Regions from separate parts of the Mus musculus genome. Here region 2 is linked to region 1. A link is a contact called in public HiChIP or PLAC-seq data. All regions are on one chromosome and are shown on one strand. The core of a region is the stretch at or near the end of the contact, and the rest is flanking DNA. Distances in the headings are between cores, read along the strand shown.

What was found. HiChIP or PLAC-seq counts read pairs in DNA pulled down with a chosen protein or histone mark.
Region 2: a contact with region 1 is called in an H3K27ac HiChIP or PLAC-seq map of embryonic stem cells, with 3 times the contacts expected there. The contact joins the promoter of 1500035N22Rik here to the promoter of Wdr86 in region 1. A contact is called at or near these places in 4 of 39 promoter capture datasets (hippocampal neurons, neural stem cells, pre-B cells and 1 more), 4 of 115 datasets of contacts at active chromatin or transcription factors (embryonic stem cells and stem cell-derived neural progenitor cells) and 1 of 9 other capture datasets (embryonic stem cells).

The regions. Positions count from the first base shown.
Region 1 is chr5:24,728,249-24,732,690 of GRCm38.p6, forward strand. It overlaps Wdr86 (WD repeat domain 86), which reads right to left and starts at 2,432. Exons shown (of 6, transcript NM_001081441.1): 1 at 1,933-2,432. The coding sequence starts at 2,095. Gm42231 (a long non-coding RNA gene) reads left to right here and starts at 2,742. Exons shown (of 2, transcript XR_880885.3): 1 at 2,742-2,818. RefSeq lists an enhancer at 2,306-3,595.
Region 2 is chr5:24,983,454-24,987,895 of GRCm38.p6, forward strand. 1500035N22Rik (RIKEN cDNA 1500035N22 gene) reads left to right here and starts at 2,389. Exons shown (of 2, transcript NR_166410.1): 1 at 2,389-2,583. All of the region lies in intron 3 of Prkag2 (protein kinase, AMP-activated, gamma 2 non-catalytic subunit), which reads right to left.

The DNA of each region.
Region 1 (4,442 bases), core at 1,182-3,681:
GACAGGACAACAGAGCTGCACTGGGATGAGCCCCTGGGCCAGAACCAGTCTGGAAAGTCTAGACTTTTTCTGGAGAGAAGCCTCCTTGACAAACAGGGTTACAGGGGAGTCTCGGGCATAAGGCTCCACAGGCTGGTTGTGGTGAACATCAACTGGAAACACCAACCAAGCCTACATGGTGTAGCACATCTAATCTCAGGCTTTTGGGAGGTGGAGTCAGGAGGATCAGTTCACGGGCGCAATGTTGAGTGTGCTGGGTGGCTTTATGTCAACTCAACACAAGCCAGAGTCACCTCAGGAACCTCAGTTAAGAAAATCCATCCATAAGATTGAGCTGTCGGAACACTTGGAGGACATTTTCTTAATTAGTGATTGATGGGGGAGGGCCCAGACTATTTTGGGAGGTGCCATCCTGGGCTGGAGGTCCTGGGTGCTATAAGAAAGCAGGTTGAGCAAGCCATAATAAGCAAGCCAGTAAGCAGCACCCTTCGTGGCCTCTGCATCAGCTCCTGCCTCCAGGTTCCTGCTCTGTTTGAGTTCCAGTCCTGACTACCTTTAGTGATAAAAGTTTCCTCCCAAGCTTGCATTTGGCTGTGGATGCTTAATTGTAGCATCGGTAACCCTGGCTAAGACAGTGAGTTTGAGACCTGAGGGTGATAGGAACTCTGTCTTAAGAAACCAAAATCAAGCCGGGCGGTGGCGGCGCACACCTGTAATCCCAGCACTTGGGAGGCAGAGGCAGGTGGATTTCTGAGTTCGAGGCCAGCCTGGTCTACAAAGTGAGTTCGAGGCCAGCCTGGTCTACAAAGTGAGTTCCAGGTCAGCCAGGACTACACAGAGAAACCCTGTCTCGAAAAACCAAAAAAAAAAAAAAAAAAAGAAAAAGAAAAAGAAACCAAAATCAAACAAACGGCCAATTCTAAGGTTCTCCTTGGGAGAATCCTTAGAGCTAGCCCTAAGAACCCGAACTCCTGAAAACCCCAGACAGTCTTTCCTTGGGAAGCAACATATTTTACTTAAGCTAACAGCTCTCCTCCTGTGTGAGGCCTGTCAGTGAACACTGGTTGTGTGTGGAGGTTAGAATATGGACCACTTTGTAGCCAATTCCCCATCTTCACACCAGCTCCCAAATACCTGTCAATTCAATGTTCCTCCCTTTGGAGCCATGAACTACCTTATACTGTTTTCACTTCAAACTGATAGCGTAGGAATGAAGCAGTTTTGAAGGTAACTGTTTCACTGGAAGGGCTTGGGCCAGGCCACCCAGCATTTGCTGATCAGGGAGGAAAAGCTGAAGATAAGGAGCGGTACCTGTGCAAAAACCTTGGCATGCCTCCTCTAGTCCGCATGTGCGACTGCAAAGGCCAGCAGCCGGCCAGGGGCACCCCATAATGCAGGGTGGGAGCACCCAAGACAAGGCTGGCCAGAGTGAACAGAATATGAATCAACAGGTGGATACGAAAGACACATTATGCATTTCCGTGCATGATAGTTCTCGTTTCATTTCAAATATGCAAGATAGACTTCCCTATTCCCCAGAAGTTTGAACCAATCCTCTTTCTTCTGGCCATACTTGAAATGAGGCCAACAAGGAGCTTGGGGGTGGGGAGGAGTGGGGGTTCAAGTCTCAAGGGTGCCCTTCAGCCCTGGGCAAGTCCCTAACATGGTAACACCGGTTCCGTGTAAGGATTTCATGGGACTGGTTGACAAAAGGATCTTTCATTGGGGTGCGCGCTTTGGTGCGACCCACACACTCGGGCTCCTCACGGCTTCCCGCCAAGAGCTCAAGGGCTGGGGGAGCTCCTGGATGAGCAGGAGCTAGAGCCCTACTCTTCCAGAAGGGGGCTGCGGGGCCCGGAAGAGTGAGGTCTGGGTGCGGTGCAGGTGAGCGTGAAGAGGCGGGAAAGGTCGCGAGCACGCGCGCCCATCTACCTTGAAGGAGCGCGCAGCACTGGCCGTCCACGGTGCTCCAGAGGCGGGCTGTGCCGTCCTCGCTGCCCGTCAGCAGGCGCTGCCCGTCGGGGCTCAGGCTCAGCCAGTTGATGCCCCCGCGGTGGTCCGCACAGACCCTCAGAGCCGACCCGCTGCTCCCCATCGCTGGCCTGGGGTAAAGAGGCGCTGAGCCCGGCTAGAGAGCGGCGCTCCAGCGTCCGCTCGTGGTCCTGGCCGGGCTCGGCCAGGCAATGGCCATCGTGGGGGGTGGGAGAGCGCCTCGTTCCTGCAAAGGCTCGAGGTGCGGCGGGGAACAAGGATTATGACTCTCCACCGGTGTCCTCCGCTCTCTCAGCTCCGATGCAAGGACCCAGGTGAGACCTCCCCTACTCAGAACCTTCTCGGGGCTCAGGAGGGGTGGGCGCTTCTGCGCAGAGGAGCCCACCAGGTCTGAAGCCGGTAGAAGAACCCGAGAAGCGGAGCGCGGAACAATACAATCCAGCCTGGCTCCTCCTCAGAGACCACCCCCCAACCTGTCCCCTCCCACTTTTCGGGCCGCGCGCCAACCCCCACCCCAAGACTCCCTGGTCGTCCTCCGGGAACAGAACTTAGAAGCTATCCGGGTCCCTCGTTGGGGACCGTTTCCACGTGCTTCATGTACGACCCTTCCAACTGCCTAGGCTGGATTCTGTTCCCTGTCACTCTCGCTGACCTTGTCCCCAGAGCCCAAGGCAAGAAGGAGGTGGACCGAAGAGTCTGGAGTCTTAGGAGACCCCCGATGAAGGGCAGAAGCTGCGGAACCCCGAGTACGCCCTTTCTGGGAAATAACAAGCACACCCCAAATTCTACTTGGGCCAGGCTGGATCCTGGCCGTTGGGGGTTGGAGGTAAGACCAGAGGTCAGGTTCGCCCTTCCACCCATCACCACCCCACCCCCAGCTGGGCGCGCGCCTTTGAGGTCCCACTGAGCTCTGCAGGAATCCTATACCCAGCCCGCAGCCCTCCCGGAGCTCAGTCGGCTGGTTCCTATTAGAGCAGTTCCGGGTGCTGACTTTGCTGGGGGCGGGGAGGGTGACCCCCAACTCTGATCCTCCAGGTCCTAAAGATCGCAGAGTTTCTCGAACCCTCCAGGGCTCTTTTTGGAGTCCAGAAAGAAAGGCTGGAAAGAGATGGTTTAGAGGAGGCGGCCCTCGGGGTGATGTGATGACCTGCCTTAATCACTCTGGATGACCCCATTCAATTCCAAGAAAACCCCAGAATGGGTCCCGCGGCACAGCCGGCTTCATTCCCCGAGTGGCAGTGGCGCAACCAAATACATGGGCTTTTTTCTTTCTCCAAACTCTCAATCAGCTTAGGAGACACTGAGGAGCCAGCTGAGGGTGTTAAGGAGTGTTTTGATGGGATCTGGAATGTGGAGCTGGTGAGTACAGGAAGGGTAGAGGACTCAGGAGCCAGAGTGCCCACTAAGGGCCCATCCTGAGTTCATCTGGTACGCTGACCTTTAGAAGGCATTTGCATCATCCCGGTGCGAAGACTGGTGGGTAGCTGGCTGCACAGGAGAGCTCAGCGGGAGTAGGAGTGTGTGAGCAGTGGGCACCCTAGAGCAAGCGTCCTGCATGCTGAGGTGTGGGATAAGGAAACTGAGACTGCTCACCTAGAGAGGAGCCAGAGGATGCAGGGACCTGCATTCTCAGGAGGAAGACTTGTAAAAGATTTTAGGGAACAGCCAGGACTAGGTGGCATGAACACATTCACAGCCTCGAAGAGCTTGGCCAGCAGTGGGTCAGGTAGGGCAGCTACATTTCCAAGGGGTCACGTGGTATGTGTTATGAATATAATGCAGCGGCAGGAGTAGGGGGTCCCTGGCAGTCTCATACCAAAGTGTACCCCTGAGAAAACACACTACGAGACAGACATGGTATAAGAGAGGTTTATTTAGGAGGAGGCGAGGGGAGCTAGGACCTGGAGGAGGGGTAGAGGCAGACAGAGCCACAAGGCAGAGAAGTGGAGACAAAGGACAGAAAGAGAGGCCAGCAGGGAACACATGGGAAGAGAGAAAGAGCGGGGTGAGGGAGTAGAGGTAAGAGTCTCTTACAAGCTGCCAGGCCACCCGCTGATGATGACTTGACTGTTGCTAGGTCCCTGGCAGAAGTCTAGTGTAATTGTTTGTAAACCAATAGTATGAGCACAATGGGACATCTACACTTGTGGTTTGCCCTCTACTCCCCAGAAAACCACCTGTGCGTCCTCAGCCCCTTAGCCACCAATCCCAGAGCCCACAGATTATAGTCAACTGCCTCCATCCAAGATGAAGAGTTCTTATCATTATCGAATCCTCATAGTCGGGCACATCTTTGGATGTTAGAAACAAGTTCAAGGTGACAAAGAAAAAGACCACCATTCCAACCAGAGAGTCCAGACAAGTCAGACTTTTCTCAGAGAGTGTGCTTAGGAAGAGCTTGCACATCAAGACAGGAAGTACAGCCGGGTGGTGGTGGTGGTGCACGCCTT
Region 2 (4,442 bases), core at 1,139-3,638, 260 kb after region 1:
CTGTACTGTAGAGCCTGCATGAGCTTGGGTGTGTGCCTGGCTTACTGACTCACACTTAGGTGCTAGGGTCTTGAAGGAGACAGTGTGACAGAGGGTTGCATGGGACTGCAAAGCAGAGCAGCTTGGACATCGGCTTTCCACACCAGACTGTAGGGGGTGTTATGTCCATCTGTGCCCCAGAACCTTCAGTTGGGCTGTCTGAGGTCAGGTACTTAAGTATGCAGTGAGTCCTGTGGGCTGTGGTGTCTCTGGCTGGCAGGAGTGCAGCACCCCTGGCTTAGATCCACCAGGGGGCGCTGAGCGAGGCTGTGTGGGGATGTGGTGCCCACCATTAGCAGAGACCTAATGCCCTCACTGCAAGGAAGTGAGCTGGCTGCTCTGTGCCCAGTCCCAGGCTGAGAGGACAGGGACAACAGCTGCTTCATCACATCTGGAGGGAGGCTGGTGTCACAGGGGACACAGCTCAGATATTCTGTGACACATGACTGAATGTACAAAAGGGGTCTCCAAATGGCAAAATATTACGCAGCCTTTCAAGGGTGTGTGGAAGGTATGAGAGCATGGGGGAGCCTCCAAAAGCATGGGAGAAACCCAGCACAGCTCAGGAAGACCTGACACAGCACAGATATGTACTGTGGCCCACAAGGACCTAAGGGCATCGGACAGAAGAGATGGAGAGAAACACACGGCTCAATTTCATTCTGTGAGGGCCCCAGAATGATCAGATTCATAGAGACAGTAGACTGAGGGGTGCCAGAGATGGGAAGGATCATTGTGTGATAAAGGCAGTTTGGGAAGATGAATTCTGAGAGTGGAAGAGGGATGGGGGGTGGGGGGCGAGCTGGCATCATAATGAGCATGTGCTTAATTCTCTCAAGCTGTGCAGCTCCAGATGATGAAAAAAAAGTTTTATCTGTTGGTCACAAAAAGGAAGTTAGAGGAGAAGGGAGAGGGAAGGGGGGAAGGACAGGAGGGGAAAGAAGAGGAAGAAAGAGAATGAAGAAGAAAAGGAGGAGAAGAGAGGAGAGAAGAGGGAGAAGAGGATAAAGGTGGGGGATACAGAGAGGAAGGAAAAGGAAGAGGAGGAGGAAGGAGAGAAAGGAGAGAGGAAGAGGAGGAGGAGGAGGAAGAGATGGGGGATGGGAGAAGCGGAGGGTGTCTCCCCACTGGTTCCTGGCAGTGGGCTTTCCCACAAAGGCCCAAATCCAAGCCCCCCAGCCCCTCCTGGCTGTCCCTGGCTTATGGGCAGAGGTCCTCGTCTTAACATGCAAGTCACCACATTCCAAGCATAGCTCTACATATTCACAAATGTCCACTACCACTTCAGCCCCATGGCAGAGCCAGGGGCTCTGAGAAGCCCCACACACATCTCCCATCACCTTAAAAACAAACAAACAAACAAACAAACAAACAAAACAGCTCCCAAGAACAAGGAAGGCTACAGTGCACCCACTGTGTGCAGACAGCTGTTCAGGGGGACACAGACTCATTCCACCACAGGAAATGCCATCAACAAGTCTCAGATACGACAGGCAGACAGCCACAATTCGGACTCCGTAGGGACAGGTCCCAATTCTTTCCTGCACAACCCCTTCCAGAACAATCTTCAAGCATTTTGAAATGTTTTTGAACTTTCATGATTCGGACAACGTGATCGAATGCATCGAGAGCCATTGCTATCCCAGGGAGGAGCTGGTCCTAGAGTGGTGAGGTCTGTCTTCCCACAGTACTTCCTCCCCAGGAGGATGGGTGGTCCTTCAAGTACCTGAAGGTTCTCCTTCCCCAGGCTCACTCCTGGGGAACACTTGTGTCACAGCGTTCCCAAGCAATTCAGTACTTCAGATGCTGTCGCTAGGAGCTCTCACGCTGTCTGTTCTGCAAACGACAGCAGCCCTACCTTCCAAAAAACACAACCCACAGAAGAAGTAAGACTGAAAAGCTGAACAGGCCAGGTGGAGGGTGCCCGTCAGCAAGACTAGAACTCAGGAGATGGATGTGAGGGTAGGGCTAGCCTGGGGTACATGAAGAGGCTGTCTGGAACATACAACCCGCCTTGGGTAAACTGTGCTTTACTATTGAATGCTTTAGTTCAGAACAAAGGACAGCTGAGGCCTCTACATGGGGAAGAGCCAGGCCACAGCAGTTCTGAGGACACTCTAGTGTGTCCCCTCCATCCTGTTCTTTCTACTCTTGAGTGGGTGCGCGCATACAGAGACCCAGCCGCTGCATCAGCGCATAACTGGATGGGAAGGGTCCTGCCTGCTCTCATTTTCCTTCATTTTTCTATATTAGGGGCAAGATGATCTATTTTTAGTGTGTAGCTGGTGTAAGTCAGGGGTTGCTATAGCAACGGCAAGTGGCTACAAACCCAGTGCCGCTCCGGTTCCCAGTCACAGAGAAATCCTGACAGAAATGCAGCCCTGGAGGATGGAGCGGCCCTGTTCTTGGGGGTTCCTGGCTCCTGTCCTCATGGCGTGCAGTGCCATGGGCAGGCTGAGGCTGAGTGTGCTAGGAAGCAGAGACTATACAAACTAGGAACCGTGAGAAGAGCTGACTGGGAATGGGTGCCAAGCTCAATCACAGGTGAGGAGAGAGTCCTACATTTGTGCAGCTCTTAGACAATAGGCAGAGGCAGGCTGGCATGCACTGCCTGGGCCCAGGGTAGCAGGCAGGGGATTGGAATGGGCTGTCAGTGTTGGTTTGTTGAGTCAGGGTCTCCTGTAGGCTCAAACTCACTCTGTAGCCAAGGATACCTTGAAGTCTTGATCTCGCTATTTTGTCTCTCGAGTGCTGGGATTACAGGCATGAGCAATCATAATTATATAGTGCTGGGAATGGAATCCAAGTCTTTGTGCACACTTTTTATCTACCTACTGATCTACATCCCCACCCTAGGCTGCCTACCTTTTAAGGCTGCCTCTGTGTGCACCTACCACCAGGGGCCCCAGACTGAGCCCAGCAGATGAGAAGGAACCTGGAGACTGAGCGTGCCATCCTCAAAGGCTGGGTGTATGATCTGTGTCCTATGTAGACTGTGGCCTGCCGAGCTCCCTGAGACAACGCTGCACTCAAAGTGTAAAAAAAAAAAAAAAAAAGAAGCCAGGACAATTAATGTCTAGGTTTACAGGCAGTGGGAAATGTGTTTTAAAATGTAGTTTTCTAATGACTCGGGGTAGTGAGGTCAGGGGATGAGCTTCCTCTGGAAAGACAGTGTATTACAGTCCCCCAGAGGAGGGGGTGTGTCACAGCCATGGGGGGGGGAGCGGCATGACAAGGAATGCCAGGCTGCTCAGGAGGCAGAGGAGAAAGGAGAGATCAGGCAGAAGCTTGGCTCTTGTTTCCAGGGAGAAGAAAGGTAACGCAGGTGGGGCAGACAAAGACTGGCTTCTGTGGATGTTTCCATGGGCCTCAGGGGTCTCGGGGACTGGCTCTATCCCCAGCATCACAAAAACTAAACAAAAGATCTAAAATGACCCTCAGTATTAGCAGCAACACCCATCGCTCCCCTGTTGTCTTTACCTTTCTTTAACTTCCAAGAGTTTTCGTCCCCACGGCACAGGGAGGCTCCTTCCTAGAAAGCCCATTGGAGGGGAGTGGACCCTGCTTCAGGGAGGGAGACTGCAGAGGAAGGGGTCTGAGGCCCCCAAGGCTAGATTCCTCAGGCCCTCACACAGCCCAGGCTGTGGGTAGCTCCCCAGGATGAAGCTGCTTCTCTTTCTCTAAATGTCACCATCTGTCCTGTCCTGAAAAATCAAGGTCAGGGCTGCCTCTTGCTGGTGGAATATTTTCATGTCCTCCTCCACCAAGCTTTCAGCCACAGAGCATCCTGTCTGAGTGTGAGAGATGAGGGTGCAGGGTCATTTTCTCCCATCTTAGGGTTGCTTTCTCCACTGCTAGTCTACATTCTAAAGAACTCCTACTGCCCTGTTCCTCTGCTCTCTCTCTCTGTCTCTCTGTCTCTCTCTCTCTGTCTCTCTGTCTCTCTCCCTCCCTCTTCCTCTCTCCCTCTCTCTCTCTCCCTCCCTCTCCCTCCCTCCCTCTCCTTCTCTCCCTCTCTCCCCCTCCCTCTCCCTCCTTCCTTCTCTCTCTCTCTCTCTCTCTCTCTCTCTCTCTCTCTCTCTCTCGCTCTCTCACTCTCTCGTGGTTTGAATAGGAATGGTCCCCATAGGCTCACATATTTGAATGCTTGTTCATCATGGAATGGCAGTCCCTAGAAGGATTAGGAGGTGTGGCCTTATCGGGAAAGTATGGCCTTTCTGAAGGAAGTATGTCATTTGGGGGTGGGCTTTGAGATTTCAGAAGCCCAAGCTAGGCCCAAGAGTTCTCTCTCCCTGTTGCCTGTGAATCCAGACTTAGAAGTCTTAGCTACTTCTCCAGCATCATGTCTGCCTGTGTACCGCCATGCTCCCTGACATGATAATGGGTTAAATTTCTGAAACTGT